Regions from separate parts of the Anas platyrhynchos genome. Here region 2 is linked to region 1. The links are chromatin contacts, called in public Hi-C maps. All regions are on one chromosome and are shown on one strand. Each heading gives the region's core, a stretch centred on a gene start, on an enhancer-like site or on the middle of the called end of the contact. The rest is flanking DNA. Distances are from core to core; before and after follow the strand shown.

The links. Hi-C and Micro-C count contacts between places; a contact is called where the count stands out from the background.
Region 2: a Hi-C map of skeletal muscle shows a contact between it and region 1, with 2.6 times the contacts expected there. The contact joins the enhancer-like site here to the promoter of MARCHF5 in region 1. A contact is called at or near these places in 2 of 8 Hi-C or Micro-C datasets (liver and skeletal muscle).

The regions. Positions count from the first base shown.
Region 1 is chr6:25,233,957-25,237,629 of IASCAAS_PekinDuck_T2T, reverse strand. MARCHF5 (membrane associated ring-CH-type finger 5) reads left to right here and starts at 1,957. Exons shown (of 6, transcript XM_038181140.2): 1 at 1,957-2,253. The coding sequence starts at 2,210. It overlaps CPEB3 (cytoplasmic polyadenylation element binding protein 3), which reads right to left and starts at 1,943. Exons shown (of 11, transcript XM_072039645.1): 1 at 1,801-1,943.
Region 2 is chr6:25,310,317-25,314,148 of IASCAAS_PekinDuck_T2T, reverse strand. The region is part of intron 7 of CPEB3 (cytoplasmic polyadenylation element binding protein 3); the gene reads right to left. Among named protein-coding and RNA genes, the nearest start is that of CPEB3, 77 kb to the right of the region's middle. Within about 2 kb of position 2,213, at least 1 of the 8 cell types and tissues checked has an H3K27ac peak or open chromatin away from gene starts, as enhancers often do.

The sequences.
Region 1 (3,673 bases), core at 708-3,207:
TTTCTGGGTTCCAGGACTTTTCAGCTATTTATAGGATGTTACAAGGTCTGCCATTATGATTTTGTATTTCACGTTTGCAAAGAAACATAATGTACAAACCTAGCAAGCATTTACTATTTGACTTTATATTCAAGATTTGATCAGTCTCCTCAATCCTCCCTACCCAACAGAGGTAAAGCAAAGCAGCATGGTAGCCAGGTGATTCTGGATTCTGGTTACATTTCTTCAGGTAACTATTGCTCACAGTCATTACTGCTGAACCTGATCTCACAGCTTTATCCTAAATGTCAGGCAGCTAGCACATCCTCTCAATCCCAGAACAGAAATACAGAAATTACACAAATCACAAAGTCCTATGAAGCCAGCATCCCTGCTTTGATTTCTAAGGTTTAAAAATCAATATATAAAACCTAAGCATTTGGCTGGCCTATCTGATTAGTGCTTTGGCCAGTAGACACTTGACTTATTGCAAAGATTGGGAATTGGGAACTTTGATACCTAATATTGCTCTTATATTTCACAAAGAGCTGTAATTGGGAAAGCATTCATTAGGTTCTCTTCCAGGAAGCCATGCCCATATGGTTTATTCAGGCCCCTGTACGTCCAAAACTTCTCAGCAGAGCAAGCAAAATTGAATTTTACTGTCCCAAGACTAAATACAAAATACAGTTTCTGGGACAGGATGTCAGCACGCTGTCTTCTTCCTATAAGTAGCATTTACATCAACATAGCTTCTTTAGCAATCCTGCTTATGTCTAGCAATTAGAAAATAAACAGCACCTTCCCTACTCTATACGTATAATACAGCTTACAAGTCCAAGTCCAGTTATTAAAGGATAAATAGAAAATAAGATCAGGGAAAAATAAGGTCAGGCACAAGTTGGGAAAACAGAATAACGTACATAAAACCAGGTCTAATGCATTCTGAGCTGAGGGACCAACTGTGTAACCAACCTCTACATTTGTATTATTCTATAATCTACAATGGAGCAATACTTCATTTTTTAATGCACGCTTTTACAACACTTTTCTCTCACCAAGGACTCTCCAAACCGGGCTGGTTTTCCCCTCACGAAGGCAGCAGGGCTGAAGAATGCTGTTCTACCCGGCCCGTGGAGCAGCACCCAGCCACCAGGCCAATTCTGCTCCCCTCAGCACAGAGCAGGTGTGCAGCCAGTCAGTGCCATGTCCAGTAACTGTGGTGTAACAAAGTAACCTTGTCATTTACACAAGGTTTCAGGAACTAGTTACATGTAGCAGATCTCACTGCAAGAGCTAAACATTTAATATATGTATAGACACGGGTATATAAATATATAAACGCACATAAAACTGAAAAGGAAAGCCCAGAGCTGGTCGTTACTGACAGACCATCCTAAGAATCCGGAATGCTCTAACTGCCCTGTGACGACGGACTTAGTAGCACCTCAGGATGACCCCCGCGGTCGGCAGCACACCCGCCGCCGGTAGCCCCGCGGCCACCGGCCCCACCGAGCCCTCGCACCCCGGGGCCGGGCCGGGAGCCGCCCGCCCCTTGCACCTGCCGGGGCGGCGGGGAGCCTCCTTCCCCAGGGCGCAGGGGCGGCCTCGCCCTGCTCACGGCTGTGAGGTGAGGAGGAGACGGCGGGGCTGCGCCGCCCCCCTCAGCCGCTGAGGAGAGTAACGGTCGCTGCGCGAGGACGAGGAGGGCGGGAGCCGCCTCACGGGGCTGGGCCGTTACGGAGGGCGCGCGGCCAGTGCCGCCTCGTGCCCCCCCCGCCCGCACACACCTGCACGCGAGAGCGGTCCCGCGGCCCGTACCTGCCCCGCGCGCGGTGCCGGGCGGCCACTACGCGACGGCAGCGAGGAGCGGCATGGGGCGGGCGGCGGGCAGGGGGCGCGCCCCGCCGGACCTTTAAACGGCCGCAGGGCAGGCGGGTGGCGGCAGGACTACACTTCCCGGCGGGCCTCCGGAGCCCTGCCCGCGGCTTAGGGCGCAGGCGCGGCGGTAGGGAGGTGGCGGCGGGCGGTGCGGCTGCGCCCGGCCTTTACCTCACAGAGGCGTCGGCGTCGCCACCGCCTCTCTTCAGCGCTCGGCAGCGCGGCCCCGGCCCCCTGAGCGCGCGGCCCGCCCAGGTCGGTGCGCGGCGGGAGGGCGGCTCCGGCTCCTCGCTCCTTGTTCCCCTTCCTCGGGGCCGCCTTTGTCGGGGCCGCGGGGCCCGGGGCGGCCATGTCGGAGCAGCCGGGCCTGGCCCTGCAGCAGACCATGGACAGGTATGGGGAGGGGGGCGGCTGAGGGACCCCCGGGACGAGCTTGGGTCGCGGGGGCTGGTGCGAGGGGCAGGGCTGTCTGCTGTCGGGGAGGACCCGCAGTGGGGCAAGCTCTGGCGTAAATCAGTGTGAAATGTGGCGGGCGCCGGCCTGGTGTCGTTATCGCTAGGGCTCAGGAGGGCTGCGGTGTCGCCGCGGGGTGTGCGAGGGTTGCTCTGGAGGCTTTCGGGCCAGAGGAGGAGGGCAGGGATGGAAGGGCGCTGGGGGTCTGGGGAAGGCTGCCCAGGTCCTGCTAAGCATTGACGTGCTCGTGGTGGAGAGCACCCAAAGGTGAGCTCGGCTTACCTCGGCCTCACGTGGTGTGCTGCTGGTTTTATGGTCTCTAGAGAAAGATTATGGTCGCCTTTTGGAGCGCTGTTAAAAGGTACATCCTGTAAACTGCTGTGACTTAAGGTTAGGGGAGGAAGGACGTTTACTCTTCTTAGGCTTGTTTTCTCTTTATGGCTTCATCTGCTTATGTAGCATTTTCACCATGTTGTGCTGAGGGCTTAAGATTCCTGATGTACAGCCTTGAGTCATCCAGGAAGCCCTTAAGACTTTCCTCTATAAACATCAAAATAAATAACCTGTTATTTAGCAGGTGTGATAGCCAGCTATTTCAGAAGGTGGGGACCCACAAGGAGTCAGTCTTCTGCTGATAACACCTGTCAAGCTTTAAGCACAAGGAAGCAAAAAACCCTGGTGTTTTTTCTCCTTTTCAGGTCACCCCTAAGGAAAAAAGGATTTAGCGAAGTGCAGGCTGTCATCAGGCAAATGATGGAGACATAAAGCTATGTGAGGCAGGGGCAGAGCTTGCACAGCTTGGAAGGTGAGGATGATGAGGAATTTCAGTTTCTTTCAAAATGAAGATAAAAGTGAGTTGTTGTGGGGGAGAGAAATATTTTTATTTTTTTTACTTTATTTTAGGAAAACTGGAGAATTGAGTTTATAATTTAAAACAATAACTGTCAAGGAGGCTAGGAGTCAGGAACTAGAAATGTTTTTGCAAGAAGCAACAGGAAGGAGGTAGTTTTACAAGTATTATCAAGAAAGTAGTTAGAGTTTTTCTGTGAATCTAGGGAATAAAAGGGAAGAGGGTTAAGACAAAATAAGGGGGAGGATGATGGCAGAGCTATTATGTAGGAAGAGGGAAGAATGAAGATCATGAGTGGAAGAATAGTCTCAGACGAATTGATTCTGCAACAAATAAAACTCATTTCCATCATGAAGTTTGTAGTCTGATGGTACATAGCATGCTGTTATTTTGGAGGCAAAGGAAACAGGGATATTCTGAATGGATGCCCTACTGTCTATGGCTGTTTTATCATATTGCGAAGTCCCAATTAAGCATTTTGGGGTATGTCTGTGAGGTGGTATTTGTTTG
Region 2 (3,832 bases), core at 964-3,463, 76 kb before region 1:
GTACCCATCAATGGTATACCGCCAATTATGCCATCTTCTAGGATAGCTTTACATAGTCTATTTGCTATTAAATTGTGTCTTAGCCTAAGTTTTGCAGTAAGCATCGAGTGACTATTACTTGGCATGTCTTTTTAAATACATACTACGCAACTCTAGATTTATTAAATAAAATTTAAAATAGTAAGAGAAAGAGTTTTCCTCTGTAGAAGAAATCTACCATTTAGTAGGGTAATCTCTTACTCTACTATTTCTAGCCCTATGGGACTTCTCATGGAACATTAAATTTTGTGGGGTTGGTTGTTTTAAAAGACAAAAAAATCCTGTGTTAACAATATAACTAGAGCCTACGACATACCTAGAAAGACTGACCTACCCAAGAAAAAAAAGTTTGATCAACACACTTGCTAGCAAAATTGGAACTTGCATACCTAGCATTGGGGTAGATTAAAGATACAGTCCAAATAAGAAGTGAAATACTACCTAAGTAAAAGCATTGGTTTCCTCTCTGGGAGATGTAATTCTCTTAAAACAGTTCCCTAAAGCTATAAGTGCACTTCAACATCTTAGTTTTAGACTTTATAAAACTAATTAAATTGAGTACAAAAATAATTCTGCTACCACTTACGGATTCATTTTATTTTCCATCTATGCACTTGCTACATCTTCCTTACTCCATACCATCCCTTCTGATTAAATTTCATAATCAGAACAACAACTTTGTATAAATTATAGTTTCAGCACAGAAATTAAAGTTTCTTTTTCAGCCTTATAAAACATCCTAGTAAGAAAACCAGACCCTTAGCAAAGACTACCAGAGCATTACACCTCCAAAACCAACTGAGCATACTTCATAGTTCTGCCCCAATCCCTGACTTATATTTTACATGTTTTGTGAGACAGATTTACAGAAGATGCAGTACAGATCATTCTAGTACTATGAAATTCAAATAATAATACATTTACGTATATTTTGAAAGGATTTATACAATATATTTAAACCTTTATCTTCTGAGCAGACCACAAGATTTGAACTCCAAAAAGCAGAATTTTTGTCTATTCCAGCCTTTTATAAATCTTAAACCAGCGAAATCTCTGAATTTTGTTTAGCATAAAGTCAAAATCGAAATTGGGAAATTCTGGCTAATTACTTGGCAAAAATGCAGACAACAGCTTGGAATGCTTCTTTCTTCTATGAAGCTTTTCCAGGTTTTTCTGGGTCATAGTAAGAGGTTACCTCTGTGGTAGCTGGAGTTGACAGGCATTGTTGGATACACTAAATGATATGATCACAATTATGAACCAGATAAAATTATTTAAACTTTGGCTGCTAGATTACAGTCCAAATTAGTATGAATTAATTTTTCTAACCTGAGGCTAACACCAGCTGTGAGTTTTAGTTTAGTAAGTTAATACCTCCTCATTCCTCTGGACCTCTGTGACTGGAACACATTTGCCTGACTCTGAAGTCAGACAGGTAAATAGATTATGGCAGCAGTCTTCTGTTAATCTAGACAAGCAAGCAGGCTGGACCAGCAAAGTATACATGGTGCTCAGCATTACTTCAAAATGTGGTGATTGCACATCTGTTCTCATTATTCAAGGACTTTTGATACTGAAGATTAACGAAGGTTACACTGACATGAAAAATAACTAAATAACAGAAGTTCAAATGATAAAGGGCTCATGTAGAAGCTTATATGGACAAGAAAGATACTTAAAGCATAGTTGGTTTTCTGTTGTTTTGTTCCACACCCCACCAACTCCCCCTGTCAAAGAAAGAGAACTGATGAATTTTGGTAGCATGCTGTAGCATGACTGCATGTTACAGACAAACCTTACCAGTGACCTATTCTCATCTGAGCAGGCACTCAAGCTTAAGGGCTCAGGAGCCTACTCCTGACAAAGTAAACTAGGCAAGTTATTTGAAACCCCAGAAAATAGCAAGATACTTGACAACAGTAGAATATCCTATATACACAGATAGATAGCTTCTTGGCAGAGCAGAAACAATCTAGCTCCTTCTTTTGGCTATTGGTACAACATCATTGTAGTGCTGACAATATACATTGCACTTTGCAATCCACTGGAGAAGGACAACAGCATATTTTGCTATATGTCACTACAACTTCTAAAGGGGTACAGCAGAGAGAAGATGAAGAGAAAATTAATTGCCTTAGATTCTGAGGCACAGCCAACAAGCTCCTCATCCTTGAGTTCAAGGATTTGTTATTTTATGGAAAGCAGTACAAGAACTGAGCTGCTTTGTACATGTGCCATTCTGACATCTAAACAGCAACACAATTTCCATATGAAAGGATATTTTGTCCAGTTGGTCTAATTTCACTTAACCTTGCTGAGAACAAACAAGAAAATCTGGCATATGCACTGTGTCCCACAAGCTTTAAACAAGATTGTCATTTGAAATGCAAGTTATGCTTGAAACTACCGTATGATGCTACTATAGTCTGGAAAATATATTTTTGCAAGCATTGTCTAGGCTAGTGATGAATAATTATACACAAGGTCAAAGAGTATTTGAATACATATGCATGGCAGAGGTCTGCATATCACCTATCAATTTCTTATGTAATTGATCTCAAGTACATTATTTCCAAAATCCAGCCCACTTGCAAAATAAGATATAGAAATAATATTCAACACATTCATGTGTGTTCTCAGTTTTATAACACCGGTGGTGGGCAGTGAAACTAAGAACACGAAGAGGAGCACTTTCTCTTCTCTCTACATACTGCATAGTAAGCCAGGACAGCCTTTTGTAGTCACATCTATTTATCTCATATGCAGAATGGAAAGACCACTTAAACTTTAAAAAAAGTTAAACTACCTTTGAAGTAAACTTTCTTTCATTTTGTCTTTTAAAAGTTTACACAGTGTCTTTTCTGATTCTTTTCTGATGTTTTATAGTTTACAAGATTACAATAAAAAAAAATCTACCATGCACCTAAGATCTCATAATGTATTTCAATACATATCTGCCTCACATTATTATATAAAAAAAAATAAGATGGACTTAAACTTGCAAAGAAAGTTAATATTGTAGTTTCATATCTGTGGGTTTATTTTCTGTGGTTGAAAGGGCTACCTCAAAAAAGTAGCTTTAATGGATGTAATTTTATCATGAAATATCAATAGCATTCCCCCCCCCTAGATTTTTTAAAATATCTTTAAATTTAATTACATTTGTATTTACTAGAACTTTTAGAATAAACTTGTTTTAAAGTCCACAGTAAAGGAACATTCAGAAACAGTATGAACCAAATTACTAAATCAGTTAATGTGATGACAAAGGGTTGTTGCTCAAAGTCACCATTAGTAATCTTATTAGAAGGTGCTTTGAACATGAATAAAACACATTTCTAAATCCAAAGATGAAATGACTATTAAAAATTAAACTGATTTTTGAAAAAATAAAAATCCAAGTTGTTGGAAAAAAACAAAGCGCAGACTTTCTTCTATACATTGCAGTGACATGACTGGATTTTCAAGACGACATCAAAGGCTTTAAATACTTAAGAAACCTCAAAATAGAAACGACCATAATCTCACTTAGCTACTGCAGAAGAGTGAAATTATGTGTTAGTCAGGACTGCAAAGACTTCTTTTAGGCAGTCTAATTTTAAATGGAAGCATATGACACTGTCAGCTGATTCTTTTCTCTAAAAACCCAAAAGGTAAGAAATGTTAACAGTTTTGTATCTTACAACTAGACTCTTATTCATTTTTATGTGTTTTTCATGAGTACTAGACTGAGTCTGAGTAATCTGATATTTAAGAAATTTCCCATATGCCACATTAAAGACAGGTTTTGGGG